2 separate regions of the Triticum aestivum genome follow, and region 2 is linked to region 1. A link is a contact called in public Hi-C data. All regions are on one chromosome and are shown on one strand. The core of a region is the stretch at or near the end of the contact, and the rest is flanking DNA. Distances in the headings are between cores, read along the strand shown. Region 1 overlaps LOC123170385 (achilleol B synthase). Region 2 holds the start of LOC123164500 (alternative NAD(P)H-ubiquinone oxidoreductase C1, chloroplastic/mitochondrial).

Region 1 (7,189 bases), core at 3,945-6,444:
GATTTTTCACAAGGTTGTACTTTCTTTATCGAAAACAACTTGAACTTTACCACCCTACTTCCTAAGGGGTCAGAGGCGACCAAAATTCAACAATATAGACATATTTGTCTTTTATCTTCATGGTTTTCGTAAAATGGGTACTAAACTACTAATAGGGTCATGTTAGTTGTTCCCAAAGTCATTCAGCCAACGCAAGCAACTTTTTTTCCAGTGCATTTAATCATGGAGGGTATTGTTATTCTCCATGAGACAATTCATGAGTTGCACACTAAGGTATTTATACCATATGCAAGAACTAGCAAATACCATCATCAAAGCATACTCGGGGATACATGGATAATATCTCGAAAAGCTTGCCTTGGATAGGAAGATATCAACTTGGGTCTAGAATATCATGCTATAAAAATATAAAAATCTGACATGGACTTACCAAACTCCTAACCTGAGTGTGCGGTTTGATATAGAAATGCATAAGAATTACCTCAGTTTCGCTAGAAAGATAAGTCTCTCCCCATCCACCTGTACTTAGCTGCTTTGACAATAGAAATTCACATGCTTTGCTTATGGAGAAACTATTCTCGTAAGTTCTTCCAGAAGCAACTAATCCTTTTACAGCAAAGAATGTTCCATAAGTGAAACATATGCCCCAAGTGCCAAACCTGTTAGATAGGATATAATCTAATTAACTGTAAATATTAAAAGTTCAAATACCAACATAAAAATTAATGTAGATACCATGAGCCATCCTTTCGCTGGCTATTTTCAATAAACTTGGACGCATTTTTTATGCACTTTCTTATCTCTTCTTCACGGTACCCCGGGTAAACCTCTCTAAACATAATCAAGGCTTGAAGCACTGATGATGTGCATTCAACAGATCTATCAATCATTTTAAGTATGTGAATTAGCTCTCCAAGCATATAAAGTAAAATGAATCAGATATTTTCTACAAGAAATAAAATGTTGCCCTCCTTACGCATAATCAACAATAATGTTCAGAAAAGACTCAGAAGGGTTAAGAACCTATTACAAAAAATCCATGTTAGTGTACGACCAGTTAAAACATGTAAAAGAAAATCATTTGGGCATACTGAATAGATACAATGCAGAAGACGAAAGCAATAACCTATGAGCATAGAAAGTAGAAGTGGATAAAATGAATGCTGGAAATAAACACGTATTCACCAGTTTGAACTACAGTATTACTCCTACATTATGTTTTGCGGGTGCCACCGCCCCCTCCCCCCCACCCTCGACCCCGGGATCCCTCCCCGGCGCTTTTTGGGCGTCCCCTCCAGCTGCTGCCTGAGCCTGCCTGTCCGGAGGTGATCCAGCGTTCCTGGCCATGGCCATGGATGCCATCCCCTGCAACCTTCCCCACCACTCGCGGCGGCACGGGGCAGCCTCTGTTGTTGCTGCTGTCGGCCATGGGTGGGGTGTGGGTCCTGCGGCTGGTTGCGAGGGTGTTCGCGGCCTGCGACCTTCTCTGTGCAGGCGCCCCCCTCGTCTCCGGCGGCACTCCCTCTCCCCGAGTCACGGTGACGGCTCTCGGACGAAGGCGACGATGTGTATGTGGTTATGGTCGGCACGGGACATCTTGTGGTGGGTCCTTGCTGGCGCTGTCCCGGCCCGGCGGTCTCGGGCCCGCGTCTCTCCGGTTTCCCTGCCGTCGGAGTCCTCTATTGGGCAGCTCCGGCCTCGGTGACCGAGTGGCTGCGTCCCTTCCAGCTCACTTGGCTCACCGAAGTCCCGATGGCTAAGGCCACGGCAGCTCGGATCTGCGTCCCTCCAGTCCTAGCTTGCCGACGTTGCTGGACGCCGTCGCCCCAACCCCGCCGCTTGGTGCACCTCGTCGCCTGCCCTACCCAGTACGCCTCAAAACTTTCTCCTTTTGCCAGATCTGTTGCTCGTGGGTCCGGAGGCGGTGCCACCCTCCGTCGGTAGGTGCAGCCCTGCCAAGCCCCTTCCGCCATGGTGCTGCCGACCATTGTCGGCTCCCTCATCTTCGATTACAGATTCATCGGCTATGGGATTGCTCAGCTTCAGGCCAAGGAGAGATCTCTGCTCGGCTTGCCAGTGCTGGCAACGACAGTGCCCGCGGGTGTCGTTTCCTCCTTGGAGGCGTTGCCAAGGCCTTAAGCTGCGCCCCTCTTCGAACTCGGGAAACCCTAGGTCCGGTTTCTCCGGACCGGATGGCGACGGCGTCTCGACGTCGTTTTCCTTCTTGAAGGCGCTATCTTGCTTCCCGCGGTGTTCGTTGTATTAGCTCGGGTGATGTTGGAGTTCTTGCTGGTTCGGCATGCCCGCTCTTGGTTTGGGTTTGGTAGGTTTAGTTGTATTGTATCATCTATTCGGGCCGAGCATCCCTTGTCTCTCTGCTCCGGGCACCATGTTCATGCCTGCCTCCGTTCGTGTCATGTGTTGTATCCCTCGCTGTACTCATTCTATTCCTTCTATCAATGGAAAGATATGCAAGCTTTGCGTATTCGCGAAAAAAATACATTATGTTCTGCAAAAATAGTATTCTTTTTTGTAATGATATCATATGCCTATGGGTTCCACCATTAGTATAGAGGGTACCTGCTTCATAAACTAGACCTAATTACTGTTTGTCATCTATAGATACTGCATTGTTTGTCATTGCACTACAAGTTGTCATTTGGGGTGATAAATTTTTTATTGAGAAGCTAAGGTTCTAGTCTCTATGGTATTGGAGTGTGATGTCCATATGGCAAGTTATTTATATGTAGTTGATAAATAGTAATTCGGGTCAAGAAGTGGATAAATTTGTGTCTCTACTCTGAATTTGTAAATTTGAATTGCTTACCTTGACTGTATGATAATTTTATGTACACAGGGGGCAGTTTTCTAACCTGGTCACATGCAACTGAAATATAGAGTCCCCACAACATTGTACACTTACTTTTCCATAAAACATAAGTATAACAGTAAAATACTCACCTCTAGCATAGATGTAGTTCTCTTGCACTCGTACGTAGAAAAGGTACCATCTTTATTCTTCAAATAAGAATAAAGTATTATCAATAATCATTGATGTGAAGTTAAAGGTTAAATGACATCAAGAGAAGATATAAATCATAGGTAGCCATTATTTCAAAAAAAAAGTACATCAATTTTACTGAAAATAAGAGGATTTGTTGTAAGACAACATATAATCTTGTAACCAAATAAATAGGCAAAAAACAATAGTAATTTCAGTAAGTTAGTACAAAGTTGGGTCATCTATTTTGGAACGGAGGGAGTAATAATAAGTTCAAGGACCGCCATGTGATCTTACCACGTTAAGCATGTCTATAAACGTTGGATTGGTCAGGACATCAGGTGACTGACTGACTGACGTACTTCAAGGACCAAAATCAACCATTTCAAAGCACAATCATCTATTTAAAACCTCTCGCACATTTTTTATGAACCAATGTGTATTTTACTCGTCCACTGATAAGTTATTACCTTCACTGCTTGCACGCAGTTTTACCCCTTGGCGACATAAATTTCAATGTAATTCATATGTCTGTATTACTAGCACATATGCCCGTGCATTGCAACGGGAGAGAAAATCGCATACTCCTAGCACAATAAGCACGACTCAAGACTCCTTTGCAAGTCCAAGTTATCTATTTGAACCCCTTCGCAGGTCCAAATTATCTATTTGAACATAGCGTCACATCTGTGTTGTGGTTTATCCTCCTTCCCGTCTTCATTGACCATGGTCACGGTATCCACCTGATCACAATGCGTCTGAATGTGGTCAATTTCAAGGTGATGATCTAGGCCACCACACACCAGTACCTGAACTACGCCATCGCAAGTTAATGTCTAATAGTTTTTTTGACCCTGGTTAATGTCTAATAGTTATAAAACTAATCTCGTCAAACTGGGTGTGACAACTGTCCTTCCCGAGCTATTGTGTACTCCTAGTCCATACACCACCCCTCTTATGCCAACTCACTTTAAAATCGTATATTTGTTTTTCAAAATTCATCAGCATTCTTTTTAAAACACGAACACCTTTTTAAAGAGCATGCATATTTTAAAATTACGAATATATTTTTAAGCACGTGAACACTTTTATAATTACATGATTTTTAGAAAAGGTTGAATATATTTTAAATGATATAAACATTATTTTAATACATGAACACTTTTCTTAATATACTACACAAATATTTTAAGATGCATGAATGATTCCAAAAAAATACATAACATTTTTCAAAAGGTAGAAGACATTTTAAATGACACAAAAAAATTAAACTTTTTGTGAGGATGCCAATCTTTTTGCGAATACTAATTGAATTAGTATTGCAAGTGATCGGTATGCACGCCCAATATACATATATATATTTTTAGGGGACTCGCCAACATATATTTTAACAACTCGTTGTATACTCGATTCTTCTTTTAATTCAGTTCTCTTAGTTACTCTTTTAATTCCTTTCCTTCCTGAGGAAGGGCCAAATTTATTCCTTCCCTTAATTTCTTTCCTTCCGAAGGCAAGTCGAATTTTATTCCTTATTTTACAATTCTTTTATTCCTTTTTTAATTCTTTTTCTTATTCCTTATGCAAGGCTGAATTTATTCCTTCTTTTATTTTCTTTCCTTTTCTTAATTTATTTCCTTCCGAAGGCAAGGCGAACTCTATTTCTTCTTTTAATTATTTTCCTTATTGAGGCATGGCTGAATTGATTCATTCTTTTATTTCCTTTCCTTCCCGAGGGAAGGCCCGATTTCCTTCTTTTTGTTCTTTCCTCCTAGGGCCTTATGTTACTATTGTTGAGGCGGCTTGCTAATTTTAGATCACAAAACATGTATAAATTGGTGGGATGAGATGCAAGGAGGCGAGGTGGGACTATTTAATAGAAGAATGAATTTTCAATTTTACATAAAATCATGTTGTAGCCTGGTGGATTGTAGTCTTTGAGAAAACCTGCAGGTGCTGGGTTCGATCCCCCACTGCAGTGCTTTTTTTTCTCCGCGTTGCTACGCTGCATGGAATATGCCACTGTTTGCCTTTTTTTCTCCCTTAATTTACATGAAATTACTTGGGCTATAGAGCAGCGGGCTGAGTACACGGGCTGAGGCCCAAGAGGGTGACCGTTGAGGTTACCGCGCTGGGATCTGGAGAAGGGTGGACGTTGAAAAAAAAAGATTTTCCGCGAGGCCCTATAGAATAAAAGGCGTTTTTCTTTGTTTTGCTACAAAGGTAGCTTGCTAGGTCGGGTGGTTTGCGCGAGCGCTCTTGAAGTACGCGGGCAGGGTTCGAGTCCTCGTAATGCATTTTAATTTACGGCACACAAATTTTTTTTCAACACAAAAACAACGGGCGGAAAAAAGAGAACGTACGGACGAAAAAAGAGCACGTTCGAAAACACACCTAAAGGATGAAAAAAAGTGGAGAAACGATCCGTCCTTAAGTAAAGATAAATATTTTATTTATTTATATGCAATATTGGCATAAATTTGAACTGCACAAGACACTTACAAATATCTTTGATACGTTTTTCTCAAGCTATGTGTTTTAACCATTTTTTTCATGTTATGGTTAATCCAACGGCAACTTGTTTTCCTTGCCTTGACCTCTAGGCATGACCACACCGTCTGCATTTGTAAGTATGGCTATAGAAGGGCTAATAGGTCCCGCAAAAAAGAGCTAATATAAGTGGATTGGGTTATGTACCATTTAGACATGGTACGTCCCAAAAATAACAAAAGCAAATATAAGAGCATGTAAACATGATTCATGTTAGAGACGTACCATGAAAGAAAGCACGCAATCCACTGCGTCATACAATCTTTCTCCTTTCATGGGTTCCCCCACAAGATTAGGAGAAATCGTTGACAAAAGCAGTAAGGCCTGAAGCCCAATTCACCGATCCGTCCTTAAGTAAAGATAAATATTTTATTTATTTATATGCAATATTGGCATAAATTTGAACTGCACAAGACACTTACAAATATCTTTGATACGTTTTTCTCAAGCTATGTGTTTTAACCATTTTTTTCATGTTATGGTTAATCCAACGGCAACTTGTTTTCCTTGCCTTGACCTCTAGGCATGACCACACCGTCTGCATTTGTAAGTATGGCTATAGAAGGGCTAATAGGTCCCGCAAAAAAGAGCTAATATAAGTGGATTGGGTTATGTACCATTTAGACATGGTACGTCCCAAAAATAACAAAAGCAAATATAAGAGCATGTAAACATGATTCATGTTAGAGACGTACCATGAAAGAAAGCACGCAATCCACTGCGTCATACAATCTTTCTCCTTTCATGGGTTCCCCCACAAGATTAGGAGAAATCGTTGACAAAAGCAGTAAGGCCTGAAGCCCAATTCACCGATCCGTCCTTAAGTAAAGATAAATATTTTATTTATTTATATGCAATATTGGCATAAATTTGAACTGCACAAGACACTTACAAATATCTTTGATACGTTTTTCTCAAGCTATGTGTTTTAACCATTTTTTTCATGTTATGGTTAATCCAACGGCAACTTGTTTTCCTTGCCTTGACCTCTAGGCATGACCACACCGTCTGCATTTGTAAGTATGGCTATAGAAGGGCTAATAGGTCCCGCAAAAAAGAGCTAATATAAGTGGATTGGGTTATGTACCATTTAGACATGGTACGTCCCAAAAATAACAAAAGCAAATATAAGAGCATGTAAACATGATTCATGTTAGAGACGTACCATGAAAGAAAGCACGCAATCCACTGCGTCATACAATCTTTCTCCTTTCATGGGTTCCCCCACAAGATTAGGAGAAATCGTTGACAAAAGCAGTAAGGCCTGAAGACGTTAGAAATATTTTCAAAATCTGTTATGAAAGTAATGACATCTCCACATAGCCCAAAAGTTAGCACATTGAGCACTTAAAATAATCGGACTTTTTCACAAATTTTCTTGACATAATGGAAAAAGTGCACTTGAAGTTCTATGTGTACATATAATACAGAAAAAAGAAAATAAAGATGATTGTATTATTTACGTGCAAGAATCTGCATTCTCCTTTTCCGCATAAATTCAATAAATTCTTGGGAATTTTTTAAATAATTCACCATTCCAATGTGCAAGCTAAACATATACTAATGCACTTAGTTAAGCTGATTAAATTGATTTTTAGATTGGTCTCGATAAAACCATACAAGTTTTCCATGAACCACAAG
Region 2 (7,113 bases), core at 3,054-5,553, 450 kb after region 1:
AAAGGGGCCGGTCATTGATTGCCGCCCAGAGATTCCATCCAGCGAAATCTGCTTGCTGAAAAGCAACCTGGGAGACAAAAAGAGTCATCACTAGTAACGTTAAACTGCCAATGCAGCGTCATGACAGATTCAATCCAGTAGATGCCTTACCTGTGCGTTGGCTGGGAGAAATTTTCCTGATGGGTCTCTTAGAGCTGCTGAATCACCAATTGCAAATGTTCTAGGATGGCCCTTTACTTGAAGGGTTTCCTCTGTCTCTACTTGGCCCCGGCCATTCAAAGGAATCACGTATGGGGCATCAGGAGGTTGTAACCGAAGAATCTGGGATTGTGAACCCACTGTCCATAGTACCAGATCGGCCTCCAGAACCTGGCTCTGGAGGCCTCTTTGAGCAGCTTGAAGTTCCAAAACTAGTTTCTTATCGTCACCCCCAACTTTTGCATCTGCAACCATGCTACCTGAATCCTCAGATGCATAAACCTCTCTGATGCAGTTCACCGAATATCCCAAGAAAAGTTGGATATTTTGGGACTCAAGAACCTGGTAGGAAATGCAACCAAACCAAAATTAGCTACTACCACGGAAGATAGGATTCACTTTCATTTTGGAGTTCAGCAAAGAAATCATGAAAACAATAGGCATCAAGGACCAGCACAATGATATAAATAAACAGCCTGCACTTCTCTATGCTGTATTCTACATGGTCCATAGATGAACAGTTTGGTGACAGATTAGTAAGTGGTTGCCTGGTTGGGATTTATCAAGTTAGCACTGTTGCCTAAATAATTCTATATAGTCCATAAATGAACAGTTTGATGACAGATTAGTAAGTGGTTGCCTGGTTGATATTTATCAAGTTAGCACTGTTGCATTAAAGCTGCAACAGTCTTTCAAAAGGAACAGAGAGGAGAAGAAAGAAAGAAGCCACAACATAGTTTGGCTGACGCAAAGTCTTACATTGCACATGCAGCATCTTATGTTATTATTAACTTCAGATTATAGTCTTAGGACTACTAGTGGCACCAAAAACCGAAGTAGGGAACAGAAGCTTTTTAATCTTCTGTAATAATTTCCTGAGATGATCAGATGAAGTTAATCAAAACAGTCTGTAATGTGTAGATCCTTAGGTAATCACCTTCAGAGCAGCTTCACGATTTCCTGGTGGTGCGTTAGGACAGATGGTTGTTTGAAAATTGATTGCTTTGACAGTCCCTGTGTTCTTTAATCTCTCAGAGATAGTGGCAGCTAGCTCAACACCAGAGTAACCCAGTCCCACAATGGCCACCTGAATAGGTGGGGACTTCTTACCAAACCTTCTCCTTTCTAACATTTTCAATTCACTTTCAACTTTCTGCAGATAAAATAAGGCGACATTATGATTCTTGATGATCACCATAAGTCATACAATATGAACTTGTTATACATAAACAATTGCCAGAACATGTCAACAAGAGATATATCATTAAAAACCAATAAAATCATATAATTAACGTGGATGCATCAAGAGTTACAGACATCACTGATGTATTTTAGATTAGTATCACTATCAACTTAGCAATCCCAAACAGTAGATGATAAACAGTTGAACTTAGCTTCAGCCCCTAGAGCTGTTATTTCAACAAACGCTTGATTCTTACCAAAGCATGTTCCAAAGTTGTGAAAGGAAGTGCATATTCCGCAGATCCTGGAACGACGTCAATCTTAGCTTCAGCCCCTAGAGCTAGAACGAGCCTGGCTGCCCATTCCAAAAGATATATCACCAGTTAGCTTATTCTAAACCTAGCATAGAACATCCCAACAACAACAAAAAGCTCGGCATAAAATATGAAGTAAAATACATCACTATTTTTGTTACATATTTCAATAACATCTAAAGAAAGTACTTGTATTATACAGATTAATATTGCATTATTGCTAAAGTTCCCTGATACAGAGTATTGACAGAAGATGAATCGTGGGCTGTAGAGCTACATGAGAAATTTTGATTCATATTGGATTCAGGAACAGGCTGATGTAAGGAAAGGGCGACAAATGACAATCAGGTATTATGTACGAAGAGGCAATTCCAAGAAATTTGTATGCGCAGTTGCATTGTCACTTGTGAGGTTGAAAAGGTGGGACCAGATGTACATGTCAGTAAGACACACAATGTGTTCGAAGTTTCAAAACCTTTTAGCAGCATAGAACAATCAGCCCCATGTTTAAAATAATTCATAAAGAAGAAACACTGTGAAGATAAATATAATTCTTAAATTTGTTTTTTTTTCAAAAAGCCTAAACATGACAGCTATTGCAATTCCATGGCATTTAATATCATCGTACCAATCATATTCAACAACGGTGCCACTTTCAAGATGAACAACTCCGCCAGTGCATGATACTCCAGGCTCTCTTCTTAAGTGATCAGAAGGGCGAAGAAGCTTTACACTATCCTTCACAAATTGAACACTAGTGTTCTTCAGTAGCTCTGTAAAATACGGAGCTATTTCCCAGACATCCACCTCTGGCATCCAAATTAAAGTCCAACAGTCAAAACATGAAATAATGTGAAAAGACCCCATATATAATATTACCAGCAAAAGTATTTTTACACTTGAAATTGCAGTACCTCCTGATAAGAGCTCGTACAGCATGGGCTTGAATACAAATCTGTCAGATTGATCAACTAGCATCACCTGAAACATTTGCTTCCCCCTTCTTAATTAGTCAAATGTTACATCATTTCTTTAGCAAACACACATGAGTGCATTGCAGGACATGCAGATCGAGAAAAGGTGCCAAACTACAAATACCACCAACCCCTGCTACTTCGATGTAAAAAGGGACAGCACCCGGCAAATCAATAAATTTCTAGCACAAGAGCATCATCATTTTACCTGAGGCTTGTTATTACCAGGCCATACAAGAGATTCTAGTCTCAGAGCAGTATACAGCCCACCAAATCCACCACCCAAAATGCATACCCGTGGCCGCTGAAAACAAGAGAACATATTCAGTAAATGGAACATAAGGCATATAGCAGAAGCATACCAAACTTTCTGCTGAACAATAATACTCACAAGTTGCCCTACATACAGACAAAATGCATGGAAGGACATGAACTCCGAAGCAAAATGTAAGAACACCCTGATCTAAAAAAAACATAAGGACACACAATTCCTCAAAAAACAAAAATCCCTGCAAATGAATATTCTCCCTAGCAAGCAGTTAAACTCTAGAGTTGTCATATATCAAAACAATACTAAGTTACTCAAGTGTTGTATTAAAATAAGATCTATTTGGGTATATCTGAATGAAGTGTACGAAACCAAAGTGTGTTCACTGGGACTAAGTTAGCACAAAACTGCAAACTCTACATAAACAAGTCATCAATGCTAAAACAGCTAAACAATGCCCTGTCAGGGAGTAGAGCTGTTTTTTTTTCGAAAAGGGGGAAAGGGAGAGAGAGAGGGAGTAGAGCTGTAGAGGACTTGATCCGTAAGATACACATTGATAGTATTACCAGTGTGCTAATAAAACAGGGGGGGAAATCATATAACAATGGATGTAAGGATGTGGGTAATCAAAATCCAGTCTACCTTCTTGTCTGGCCAAGAGTACAGCGGCATCGGCGCTTCATCAATTGATTGAGGACGAGAAAAGCCGCCATCCCCAGAGCCACTTGAAGCCATGCATCTGAACAGTCCAGACGGCAGCCCAAACATCGCCGGCAGCCCAAACGAGTTTTTGAGGATTGGATTCTTCCACGCATTCAAACCCCCTGTCAGAATCCAGGTGAGCAGTCAGTTAACCTGAGACAAAAATGTCACCTAACGAATCCACCCACCGCTTTTCAAATCAAATCACCCCATTCCTCAAAAACCGGAACGCGCACACGAGCACACGAACTCGGCGCAAACCCTGCTCGAGCATGACATACTACTCCACACGAGCTTAAATTAGAGAACCGTGGCCGCTACCGCTAGAAGAGAGCTGGGGGAGCTTGTGGCCTCACCGAACGGGCCGCGGAGGCGCGCCGAGGCGGGAAAGGGCCGGCTCCGGGGGGCCGACGGGCGGCCCCATGGAGCCGCGCGGCAGCTCATCGGCGGCGAGGGGGGAGACGGGTCCCGCGTGCTGTAGCCCCAGCTCCCAGCGATAGAGAGGGGTGAGGGAGAAGCACAGAAGAGGCAGAAAAGGAGTTGTCTCCGGAGAGACACGGAGCCGGCAATAGCCACGCAACGCAACGCTGCGGCTCCTCCGCCGGCCGCGTCGTCGCGGAGCCCCCGAGCCCGCTGGCTCCGTGCACGCACACCCAGCCACTCACTCACTGACGATGAGATCAGGCTTGAATACGAAACGGAGTTGGCCCATATTGCGCAAGATGGGCCTTATTTGTAGGTCGCGAGATTTCAATACAAATGGGTCTACTAAACGTCTCTTTCTTTGGCGCTGCAGGCGCCGGTTATAGCTGTTTTCTGCAAACCTATTTTTCAAATCCTATGGTTTTTGTTTTCAAATCCAATGAATTTTTCTAAAATTGCACGAACTTTTTCTCAAATTCGGTGAACTTTATTCAATTACGATGAACTGTTTTCAAATTGGATGAACTTTTTTCAAATTCGACAAACTCTTTTCATAGTTGATGAACTTATTTCGAATTTCATGAATTTTTTTAAAATTTGTGAGGTTTTCTCAAATTTATGAACTTTTTTCAATTTGTACGAATCTTTTATTTTTTTATTCGTGGTTTTAAAAAGTTTCTTGAATTTCTTTTCATATAATTTATATAAGGTATATAATACTGTACTAGCAGAGGGTTAACTAGTGTTCTTTTCTTTTGTTGGTCGTCAAAGGTAACTCAGTCTAGTGGTTATTTCATCTAGCTGCGGATCCTAGTGAGATGAGTTCGACTCACGGTTCTCTCACTTAACGAAAGCGTCTTTTTTTTCGGTGTCGAACGAAGGATTATGGGCCGACTGCACAAACAGCCCAACTACGAGCGGTGCAGGCGCCCGTTCACCTGACCGGCGCTGAAAGCGCCGATTAGGAGCTCCCCTCTTTCTTCTGCTTAATCTTGAAAAAAGGCTCTGCTGCTCTAATATGGATCGGAGGGAGTAGTATTTTTTTTTATGATGTGTTTGTTTTAGTTTGTTCAAAAAATCAATTCTAAAAAATAAGTTTGTTCAAAAAAATCGGCAGCACTTTATTTATTTATTCAATACAAAATATGTTTGTGGATGCGTAAAATTCACTTATAGGTAGGTCTTTCTGTTGACACAAAATATATATTCGAGACATCATCTGGTCTCAACAATTCGTTGTTTTGGCCAATCACAACTCTCAACCCAAACCCTGAGTAATTTGTTGTTTTTCATCATGTTTGTGAAAGAAATATATGGAACTTCCAGCACTAAGCTAATTAATGATTTAAATCCTTTGCATAGTCATCCAAGAACTCAATTGGCTCGGTGCTACTAATGTACTCCCTCTGTCCCAAAATAAGTGCCTCAAGTTTAATACAACTTTGTACTAAAGTTAGTACAAAGTTTAGACACTTATTTTGGGACAAAGGGAGTAGTATTGAGCATACAGAAAATGACAATGTATTGAATCTGGTTTTTTTTTTTGAGGGGAAGTATTAAATCTTTTTCAATATAGAAAAGAAACTTCTGCGACATCTGCATCACATGGTGCACACCCCTAATATTTTATTATGAGATTTTAAATTTGGGAATGAAAATATGAAAAAAGAAGCTAGATAAAAGTTTAATGAAAATCAAGTGTTGTAAAGCCTGCTACTAAATCCTCGTTGTCTATTTATGTACACCTAGAATGAAAATATATATTGCCGGAAATCCATACGCGCATGCCACGAAACAATGTACATGCATGACTGCCACTAAAAACATTGGCCAGTCAGTTTTTTGAAAATTGGAACAACGGGCTACCACGTCGATTTGCCATTAAAGAAACCATCAAAGCATTTTACCAAAAGTCCATACATCAAACGTCAAGAAACTAAAACAGATCCCGCAGGGAAAAAAAACATAAAGACAGCGAGGTAAGCTACTAGCCACAGACTATCGGCCAGTCAGATGCGAAAACGGTACGGTAGGACATCCTGTTTATCTCGTGTAGCTGACTACCCACATATAGCGGCAAAACAAGTTGGTTCTGAAACGCTGGATGAAAGACAAGTGATTCTAATGACAGAAACGGCCATGGCAATGAACCTCTCATCACACCGACCGTAGTTCAGGTTATATAATCACAACTCACAAGGCCTTCACTGACAGAGTAAAGATCATCGTCCTCGTAGTCATCAGCAGCACTTCAGCAGTGTGATCATCGTCGTCCTCCTCGGTCACGGATTATATTGCGTTCATCCCACAGAAGGCAGGAGCAGGTTGCCTTCTTGTCCTTCCATTCTTTCCCACAGGTGTAGCAGAACTCATAGCCGCACCTGCCAGAAGCAAAAAACAGGATGAGCATTAGCGCGCAAAGGACATCCCAGAGACTAAGGAACAGCCTGACATGAAAAAAACACTGAACAACCAGAGGCAAATACTTACACGCAGGTGATATGGTAGCAACCCTCAGCGAGCTCGATCAGGTGCTTGCATTTGACGCACTGGCGCCACGACCGCCGCTGCGCAAGGTTCTGTAGAGCATGAGGGTACCTTCTCTTGTAGTCAACGCAACTTATCCCGTAATGCCATGGGACCTTACATTTGACGCAGAACAAGCGCCCGCATTTCACGCACTTCCCCAACGTCTCGGCTCCAGCATCAGGTTCTTGCAGTGGGTGTATCGCTTCACTCGAGGACATTAAGGCTGAGCACCTGGCATTCGGGCAGTAAACCTTCTGAGTAGGAGGGATTTGTGCTTCCCTGATACGTTGCGCCATGGTCTCTAACAGTTGTGGTGACAGGAATATCTTTGAACCCTCCACGGTTAGCTTGGTAGTGCAGCCATCTTGTGGACAAGCTGGGAGCGTTCCATCGCGCAGCTTAACTCTCACATGCTCTTTCATGCAGGACAAGCAAAACCGATGCGCACAGCCTTCAACTGCGTGAATCTTAGAAACATCAGTGTCTTCCAAGCAGATGGTGCAGGTCTCTCTCTTGCAGGCCT

What was found. Hi-C and Micro-C count contacts between places; a contact is called where the count stands out from the background.
Region 2: a contact with region 1 is called in a Hi-C map of an unstated tissue, with 6 times the contacts expected there. The contact joins the promoter of LOC123164500 here to the enhancer-like site in region 1. A contact is called at or near these places in 3 of 5 Hi-C or Micro-C datasets (leaf and an unstated tissue).

Annotation. Positions count from the first base shown.
Region 1 is chr7D:128,034,342-128,041,530 of IWGSC CS RefSeq v2.1, forward strand. It overlaps LOC123170385 (achilleol B synthase), which reads right to left. Exons shown (of 18, transcript XM_044588247.1): 11 at 5,774-5,872; 12 at 2,962-3,018; 13 at 977-1,023; 14 at 736-879; 15 at 482-659. Among protein-coding and RNA genes, the nearest start is that of LOC123170385, 31 kb to the right of the region's middle. Within about 2 kb of position 5,195, at least 2 of the 8 cell types and tissues checked have an H3K27ac peak or open chromatin away from gene starts, as enhancers often do.
Region 2 is chr7D:128,481,668-128,488,780 of IWGSC CS RefSeq v2.1, forward strand. LOC123164500 (alternative NAD(P)H-ubiquinone oxidoreductase C1, chloroplastic/mitochondrial) reads right to left here and starts at 4,304. Exons shown (of 12, transcript XM_044582010.1): 1 at 3,995-4,304; 2 at 3,579-3,760; 3 at 2,877-2,972; 4 at 2,609-2,675; 5 at 2,323-2,503; 6 at 1,638-1,731; 7 at 1,136-1,351; 8 at 151-540; 9 at 1-67. The coding sequence starts at 4,082. LOC123165988 reads right to left here. Exons shown (of 3, transcript XM_044583751.1): 2 at 6,552-7,113; 3 at 6,086-6,442. The coding sequence ends at 6,325.